Linked DNA regions of Arabidopsis thaliana: region 2 is linked to region 1. A link is a contact called in public capture Hi-C data. All regions are on one chromosome and are shown on one strand. The core of a region is the stretch at or near the end of the contact, and the rest is flanking DNA. Distances in the headings are between cores, read along the strand shown. Region 1 holds the start of AT5G66310 (ATP binding microtubule motor family protein). Region 2 holds the start of DGL1 (dolichyl-diphosphooligosaccharide-protein glycosyltransferase 48kDa subunit family protein).

Region 1 (4,185 bases), core at 1,013-3,512:
CTTTCTGTCAAAAAGAAAAAGCCCAGCATGAGAAATTGCAAAAAGATCAGTTCTACAAAATAAAAGAAAGTATCATATTTACCTCAGGGTCATCTAAAAGTCTGAGTGGACTAGTATCTGTACTTAAGAGATCTCTTACAGACTCATTGTAGATCTCCATAGCAGAGAACTTAAGAATGAATTCTCTTTCCTTGTGCTGCAGAAAGCAAATACACAACTACATAATGGGCTCGGAAGTAAAGTAGTAAGATATAAGGATAATGTTTGCTTTCTTTACCTTGTCAATGTAGCCATATATATCAACCAAGGCGCAGTCAGTAATTCCGCTCATAGTGTACGTCTTTCCACTGCTTGTTTGCCCATATGCGAATACACTAGCTGAAAACAATGCATTTGAATTATATATGCAAGACAAGGGGAGAGAAAGAGTAGTAACGCAGAGGGAAGGATGACAAACCATTAACGCCACTGACAACAGAGAAAGCGACTTCCTTTGCCCCTTGTTCATACACCTGCCTTGTACAACACTCAGGGCTAAACACTCTGTCTAGAGGCAGAGAAAAATCTCAGTAAGATAGAAAGAAGGATGAGCTATGTTGCAGAAAGGGTACAAACAAACAAAGACGAATGTCTCTTACCAAATGTGTAAGCAGAAGGATACATGGAACGCTCGGAGATAGAAAGATGACTCCTGTAAATGATGGTAGTATTGTTGATGCACTCCCAGTCAGGGACATCATTCCTAAACTTTTCCTTGTCGTTTAAAGGTCGCATACGAACAGAAACATAGATCTTTTCCTGGGTGCCGCTTGGTCCTAGCATCTGATCATCATCTTCTGTAGTCATCTTCTACCCTACCTCTACCACAAAGGAAACAATGACAACAACATTATATATATATAGAGAGAGAGATAGAGGCAAAGTCTGTAATATGAGAGACAAACACGAATAATTGTAATCAACAAGTCAATGATTGCAGCTGGAAAGTCCAGTCAAATTCCAAAGCAAAGTCAGAAAACCAAGATTCCTTAGTCATAGAAGTGTCTGAGATAGAGACAAACACAAGCTCAAATAATAAAAAAAGATATAAGGAGGAGAGGAATTGGAGTTATATGGAGATAATTGGTCCCCTATAAGAGCAGTCTGTCAAAGTGTTGTTACATAAATTACAATTGCCTAATTAAGAGGCTATAAATATTATAATTGCATTTGCTAGAAAACAAAACAAAAACTAATGAATGAAATGAATAATTACCTTAGAAGAAGAAGAAGAAGAGGGGAGGACTTAAGAAGATGATATATCACAGCCTCTTCTGTAGAAAGTTCGATCTGGCTCTCTCAAGGAATCACATGTGCAGTGAATTATTCGTCCTTGTTTCAAAGACACCTACCTACCTGCTTCCAAACAACAACAATCCAAATTACATTTAGCCCCTTAATAAAAAACAGAATCATCTGGAAATTGTGACATGCATTTGCTATAGCATGAACCTCTAAGCTTGGGTGAGGAGAGGAGGATAGCCGATAATCATTTATAAAAAAGGGACAATGACTCACAATGGACCTTCAAATTCGACGATTACACATCCGGAAGCGTAAAATTAGCCGGCATTCAAACAAATTTCATACCTCAGAGGACGTGCGTAGCTCCGGATGCCCTATAAAGTATAAACCCCAAGAAGGAGATCCAGGGGAAGCGACGAATTTCTCCTAGTATCTCTCTCTCTCTTCGTGGACAAATCAGCCTTTCAATAATCGGAAATGCACAACAGCTCTTGTAATCGTTGTTAATGGCGTTTTCTGCACCGTCATCGTTGTGAGATTTTTGCAATCTGGCAAAATCCTCCTTCCCTCTGCTCTCTCATTCCATTTATTATTATTAGCCTTCTCCGACTTGGAAACTGCCGCGCTAAAGAAAGCTCATATTATTTATTTTGTACCTACCTGCCATTAACTAGGCATCTTTCAACCTTTTTACCCCTATCTGCCATTAACTAGGCATCTTTCAACCTTTCGCTGTATCTGTTTAATACATTCCCAAACTTTTTCCAACCAAATATTTTTGTTTTTCCAAAACATTTACCTCAGATTAATTAGCTCATCGTTTTCCTGTACCGACTCATTGGCAATTTACATCATTTCTACTTGACCTAATCACCTATCGATGATCTTAGTAGCACATCACAATCACAATGAAACTTGTAATATGCTTTTGCAAGCAATATGATTCATTCTTGATTCTTCTACCAACTAACATTACTTTTCCTTTCATTTATCTATCGTTAAGGATTTATAGCCTTATAATTAATACTAATAATTTCTTACAAAAAATTATACACACAAATTTAAAAAGAAAAACAGAAAACACACAGCACATGGGTGTTCCGTTTTTGTGCCTTTAAATAATGCTATATCGCTGAGGCAATGCATGTGCACTTCTCTTTTACTTACTTACACCCTAAGTACATTTACATAAAGAAGAGCTTTGATGCCCACTTTAACATTTGCATTATAATGTAACAATGACGGGTTTCATTTTTCCAAACTAGTTTAAGAAAGTTACTTGAATTTTTTTTTTTTTAATGCCTCGTTGTTTTATCAATTGTTTTGACAAAAAGAGTCTAAACCAGGGTAATTCAAGTTAGGATTTATTGGATACAGATGTTGGTTCATGCATGAATACTAATCTATATCGTGGTCGGTAGTTGAAGTATTGAAGAGACTTGTGTTTTTTGTATCGTTTAATATTGAAAGCAATGCAATAATTTGTATTATTTATTAATTACATGATGGGTATTCTTTTTAAAAAAGAAAAAATCGTTCTATAATTCCGTGACAGTGTACACTATATACACTACAAAATTAACGTCAAAGTGGATCTTTGGGAGATATAGACATGTAATAAATTAGAGGGCCATGCACATGATGTGGATGTGGACAAAACCTAACAGTCTCTCAATTATGAGATGTCACATGATGATGCGGACAAGTCAACGCTTCTACTTCCTTTTACTCTCTTTTTTTTTCTACCTTAGGGCCTCGTCACAAATGGGTCGGCTCTTCTCATTAAAGCCCATATTTTAATAATTAAGCCCACAAGATAGGCCTTAGTACACCGACAGATCACAGATGAGACCCAGCCACTCGGTCCTTTTTCTATAAACGAAATTAGAGAATCGCAAAACACACATCCCAAAAGAGTCAAAACAAACGGAAGAAATAGTGTGCCGTTCAAAGAGGGAAAATGGCACAAAATGGTAAGTCCATGGAACGAATTTGTGAATCAAAAGAAAGTAGAAAAGTAACGGAGTTATTTTTGTTGGCTTTTTTTTACCCTGCCATTTACAGCAACAACGTTGAGCCGTTCCAGAAAAACACAGTTGGCCTACAGAAGCACCTCCTCCCATTATTGATAGTTCCGTTGATGGGTTAGTGCTAAGGCCCATTATGGTGTGCCAACGAAAGTAAGCCGTTGGGAATGAAAAAGCCGAAAACACGTTGACGTCGTACGATTCTTCTAAAGTCAACAAGTTAGGCGAGTTCGGTACACTGGCTTGTCTCTACTCCATTTTTTCTCCTTAGTATAAAAGAACTCAACCAGAATAACAAAGATACCACCTTAAAAAAAAAAAAAAAACTTTTAGAAAATAATGTGCTAATGTTCATTTAAACAGTGAACTGATTTCTAAATATCATAGTTAAGTACTTAATATGACTACATGATTCCATTTTGAAAGTTGATACCATTATCTATTAGACTATTACTGTTCATTTGAATTTGACAGATACTGTTTCAATATCGATGACTTTTCTTATTATTCCAGTTTACATCTGTAATAAATAAGGTGTGTCTCATATACTGGTGAAAAATGTAGGTCACACATAAACCAAACAATTTGATTCTAACTACATATATTAAATACCGTGTTTGTCCAACCCTAATCTAGATATATACGTTGTTAACTCGAAATCACATGTTAAATTCATGTGACTTGTACAGTCACTTGAAAATACACATTGGCAATCACATATATAATCCTTTCTAAGTGTCGTATCATACACAGATAAATTCATACAAAACAAAAAAAAATGAATAAGAATTTGTATTTTGTATAACTAAATATATAAGGTTTGATGTTTTACACATAGTTTGTTTTTTTTTTAAAGCTTCTTCTTATAATATAT
Region 2 (4,185 bases), core at 896-3,395, 130 kb after region 1:
TCACCTAAGCACACATCTTTGGTTGAGTCAGAAGATCTAGAACCATACCAGGTCATCCTTTATCCTATATATAGCTGGCTCATCTGTTTCTCCAACCCTATGGTGTACAAGATTACCAGCCTGGACACAAAAGCTAAGTGAGGAACGCACCAATGAAGGTAACAGAGATGACTAATTGAACAAACAAGCTATCATCTGATTTATGTATAGGAGTAAGCAATTAACATCTGCAGAGTCGAAAGTTTCAAGGAAAGAGCAAAACAAGTGAAAATGATTATGCATATACCTTCAGATGGCCCCTTTCGTGGAAGACCCATTTGCTTAGTTCAGTCACAAACTGTTCGTTGCCAGATTTTTCGTATCTGGGAAAGTGTTAGATAAGATCAGCTAATCTTCTTTCAAAATGTAATGAGACATCTATCACTGACAAAAGAATCCTTAAATCTTTGTAGCTACAGATCAGGCGACTAAAAGTTTGACTTGATAAACTATGTGTCTACTTACTGGTTCGGACTCCCTGCTTTCTGGACACCAGATCTGATTAACCTGTCTCGTGGAAAACCAAACTCTGAGTCAGAAACATCCATAGGCATGAAATAGTTGGAGGAATACCATCAAACATTTGCTCACCTATCGCTAAACAACTGCACTGAGCCTGAGATCACAACCCTAGCATTGTTCCTGGCCTGCAGTTTCAAAATATGCATCAAATTATGTGAACCCAAGGCAGTGAATGAAACTACATTTCAGAAGTGGAGAGCTAAGTGCAGACAAAAACATAATAGTTCAGACATCAAAGAAATATCGAATTATCCAGGGGCATATATAGCTAGTTACAGAAGAGAGACAGACCTGCATGACCGAGACTAGCGAAATTGAAGACCCAGTGAGCTGGGGGGGACTAGACAACTTCGAGCTTGGGTTAGCAGAATAAGCTGATGGAGAGGCTGAAAGAACTTTCAAAACCTAGGAATGGAGCATGAGGTATAGATTAGCAAAAAGTTAATTCCCAGATCAATGTATAGTTATTCATATGAAACATTAATCTTGTACTTATAGTCATCTACTCAATGCAAGAAAAGAGTATGATGTTCGACTTACCAGATTGTTAGTAGGGTTCAACGAATGTGCAACTCCTCTGAAGAGCACGGGAGCCTGTAAATCATAAACACGAACACAAAATGAACTTAAAGTGTCACTCAAAAAACCCCCAACACCCGAGATTTCATACATTATCTTAAATCCAAAACCATAGAAGAAGCACTTGTGAATATAAGTCATATAACTCAGCTAGAAAGCATGGAAGTTACCTCAATCTTGGTTTTTCCCAAAATGACATCGGATTTCACTAAATCGTCGGCAGCAATCAAGGTGTGGTCGCCGTCAACATCAGAGACGGAGAAGCTAGTATGATCAATAACCATAGCTGAAGAATCCTAAGGAAACAAATGGCTATAAATCAAAATCCTAAGTCGCAATTTGTTCCAACAAAGAGGTAATTCCACATTATGAGAATACCAACCTCATCGAAATCAACCCCACACTCTGTGGCAATACCCCTAATCAAATCAGATGCAGCAGTATCCGCCGATAAGATCAAGTCACGACCGGAATCAACAAAATCAGCAATGGATTTCGAATCCAAGGATCCTCCAAACCCTATACACAACGAAATGACAAATGACCAAATCGATTTCCAAAATATAGACAAAATTATCGAACAGGGAGCTCAGAGATCGGAGATCTTACGTTCTGTTGATGGGGCGAAGATGATCAACCCATCGTACAAGTACTGGCCGTATCGTTGAAGCGCAAGCTTCGAATCTTCAGCTAACTTGAAATCGAGATCGAATCCACGAGACTTGAGAGTGTTGAAGAAGATAGAATGAGAGGATTTGAGTGATAAATCATCGAGAAGAACAAGAACACGCCGATCCGTCGGATTATCGACGGAGAAAGAGAAGCTAAGTAAAGGAAGGAGGAATACAGAGATCAACGCGACGGATCTCGAGAGGTTCACCATATTTGGTTCCTAGGGTTTTTTCACGGGTGTGAAGTGAGTGTGACCACTAGAGAGAGAGAGAGAGAAGAAGAAGCAGACTCGGCGATGGTCGATCGTAGAACGGACCCAGGCGTTGACGATCACGTACTCTCAAACGACGGCGTTTTCGTACTGCTCGAAATATTGAAAATGGGCCGAAATATATAATCAAATCCTTTAGTAGGCTTTAAATTAATGGGCTTACATAAGACTTTTTATTTTGGCATTGAAGTGGGTTGGGTTTCACCAACCACCAGACCAGATGGCAGATGCTTTGATTTGCCCAGTTTTCATCAATCGTTGAACAAATTTTATTTTTGTTGTATTTCTTTTTTCCATTTATTAAAATTATTTAAAAAACGGTTATATTTTATTTAGTTGGAGTATAACTTTTGTTTTAAAATTAGTAAAAAAATAAAAAAATATATTGTATATTTTAACAATAGTTAGACAAATATGACAGTTTTGATGACTAAATCGGTAGCCAAATTTATTGGATATCAAATGTTAATTCAATTACCACATAACCACTACGATAATTAGTGATGGTCGCCAAAAATAACCGTTATTATTTTGGTGGTTAAGTATTTGACCAATGAAATAAGAGAATTAATTTTACCGCTAATATTCAACCAAATTCTTTGAACGTCATTGTGGTCGCTGAATATGTTTTGGCAATTGTTGATCAAGCGGTGATCACCAATATTGATGCTTAACCACTAAAAAACATCAGTGGCAGAATCATAATTTTATTTCTTGCAATAAACAACATTTATAGTGGAGCGTGAGCGAACATGAGGAGTTGCATCATCAGTGTTTATTATATGAGGAGTTTGCTCTGTATGAGCCGTTGGTGTAGATGGCCATGACTTTTGAGAGATACTTGGGACCGCAAATAATGGATTTCACTGGAAGCTTTTGTTAGCTAGAAGCCTAGAACTAAACAAAGAAAAACAAAATTATTCTTATAACTTACTAAAAAATCACCAATCAAAATGAAAAACGAATAAAAATAGTTATTTATTCAGTTCCTTTAGTGGTGGAGGAAAGTACAACAATATTTCCACTCTTTTACTATATATATTTTTTTACTTTTTATTTTTCTATTCACAATTCCACTTCATAAAAGTTCATCCGACTAATCTTTTTAAAATCAGTATAATTGTCGAATAGTTCATTCATCGAATTTTCTAATGAGCCTAAAACAATACACCATTTCGACTATACATATGAAATAATTTAGTAAATTTCGCTGTTAGAGTAAATCGACCTCCTACTTATACATGACAATTCTTCTTGAAATAGTGACCACTAAACCACTATCATTTGGTTTTCAATTCTTCGTTTTTCCTCCAAACCTAAACTCGGACCCAATATTTACCTATCTAGATGGCAAGTAACATCAATTATTCAATCTTATGCATTACATATATAATATGAAATTATCATTGTGGCAGGTGAGAGAATGATTGGACCACGTAACATTGTGACATGTGATGAGTTTATTTAACTTGTCGCGCCAATTAAATATTCTAATAGTAATATCAATTATTCACTTTAATTGGTAAAAAAGAAGAAGATAAAAAACAGTTCATATAATACATTATCAAATACGAAGTCAGAACAAGATTAAGATCGTATCACGTAAGACGGAGATCGACTTTCTTCGTTCCAGCCTTGACTTACCATATAACAAGTTAAATATATTTGTCTCATTAGAATCACGGGATTAATGTTACGTAACTACGGAGATAGCGTGATAAGAAATTTGGTTACAAAACATTGTATATAAAAAAACTAAATAGAGCTAGTTAAGTTTCAAATCTAATTTTATTTTTTGATTAATTTGATGATTTCCTTCCATAGAACCATAAATAAAATTCAATCATTTCCTCTATTATGAAATTTAATTATATATTTTGTTTTATTAGAGAGCAGGAAGAATATATTACGTAATATCAAGAAAATTTAGTCATAAGACCATATCATAATAAGCGGAATTTTCAACAACAAACATCCAATTTTGATTTACTATTAACTGATTATTTTCTCTGACCGGAGTGACCGCCATTATTTAGAATAATGTTCTTTGAATGAATCAAATTTTATGGCACCCAAAAGACAGAAGCCACGGCATCCGTTTG

The links. Capture Hi-C pulls out chosen DNA fragments and counts their contacts.
Region 2: a contact with region 1 is called in a capture Hi-C map of seedling, with 1.9 times the contacts expected there. The contact joins the promoter of DGL1 here to the promoter of AT5G66310 in region 1. A contact is called at or near these places in 1 of 26 Hi-C or Micro-C datasets (root) and 1 of 3 other capture datasets (seedling).

What each region holds. Positions count from the first base shown.
Region 1 is chr5:26,489,459-26,493,643 of TAIR10.1, forward strand. AT5G66310 (ATP binding microtubule motor family protein) reads right to left here and starts at 2,263. Exons shown (of 15, transcript NM_001345755.1): 1 at 1,630-2,263; 2 at 1,256-1,395; 3 at 639-860; 4 at 458-547; 5 at 278-378; 6 at 83-196; 7 at 1-4. The coding sequence starts at 846.
Region 2 is chr5:26,618,559-26,622,743 of TAIR10.1, forward strand. DGL1 (dolichyl-diphosphooligosaccharide-protein glycosyltransferase 48kDa subunit family protein) reads right to left here and starts at 2,146. Exons shown (of 13, transcript NM_126066.4): 1 at 1,750-2,146; 2 at 1,523-1,659; 3 at 1,311-1,436; 4 at 1,102-1,155; 5 at 853-966; 6 at 631-686; 7 at 505-546; 8 at 287-362; 9 at 49-120. The coding sequence starts at 2,023.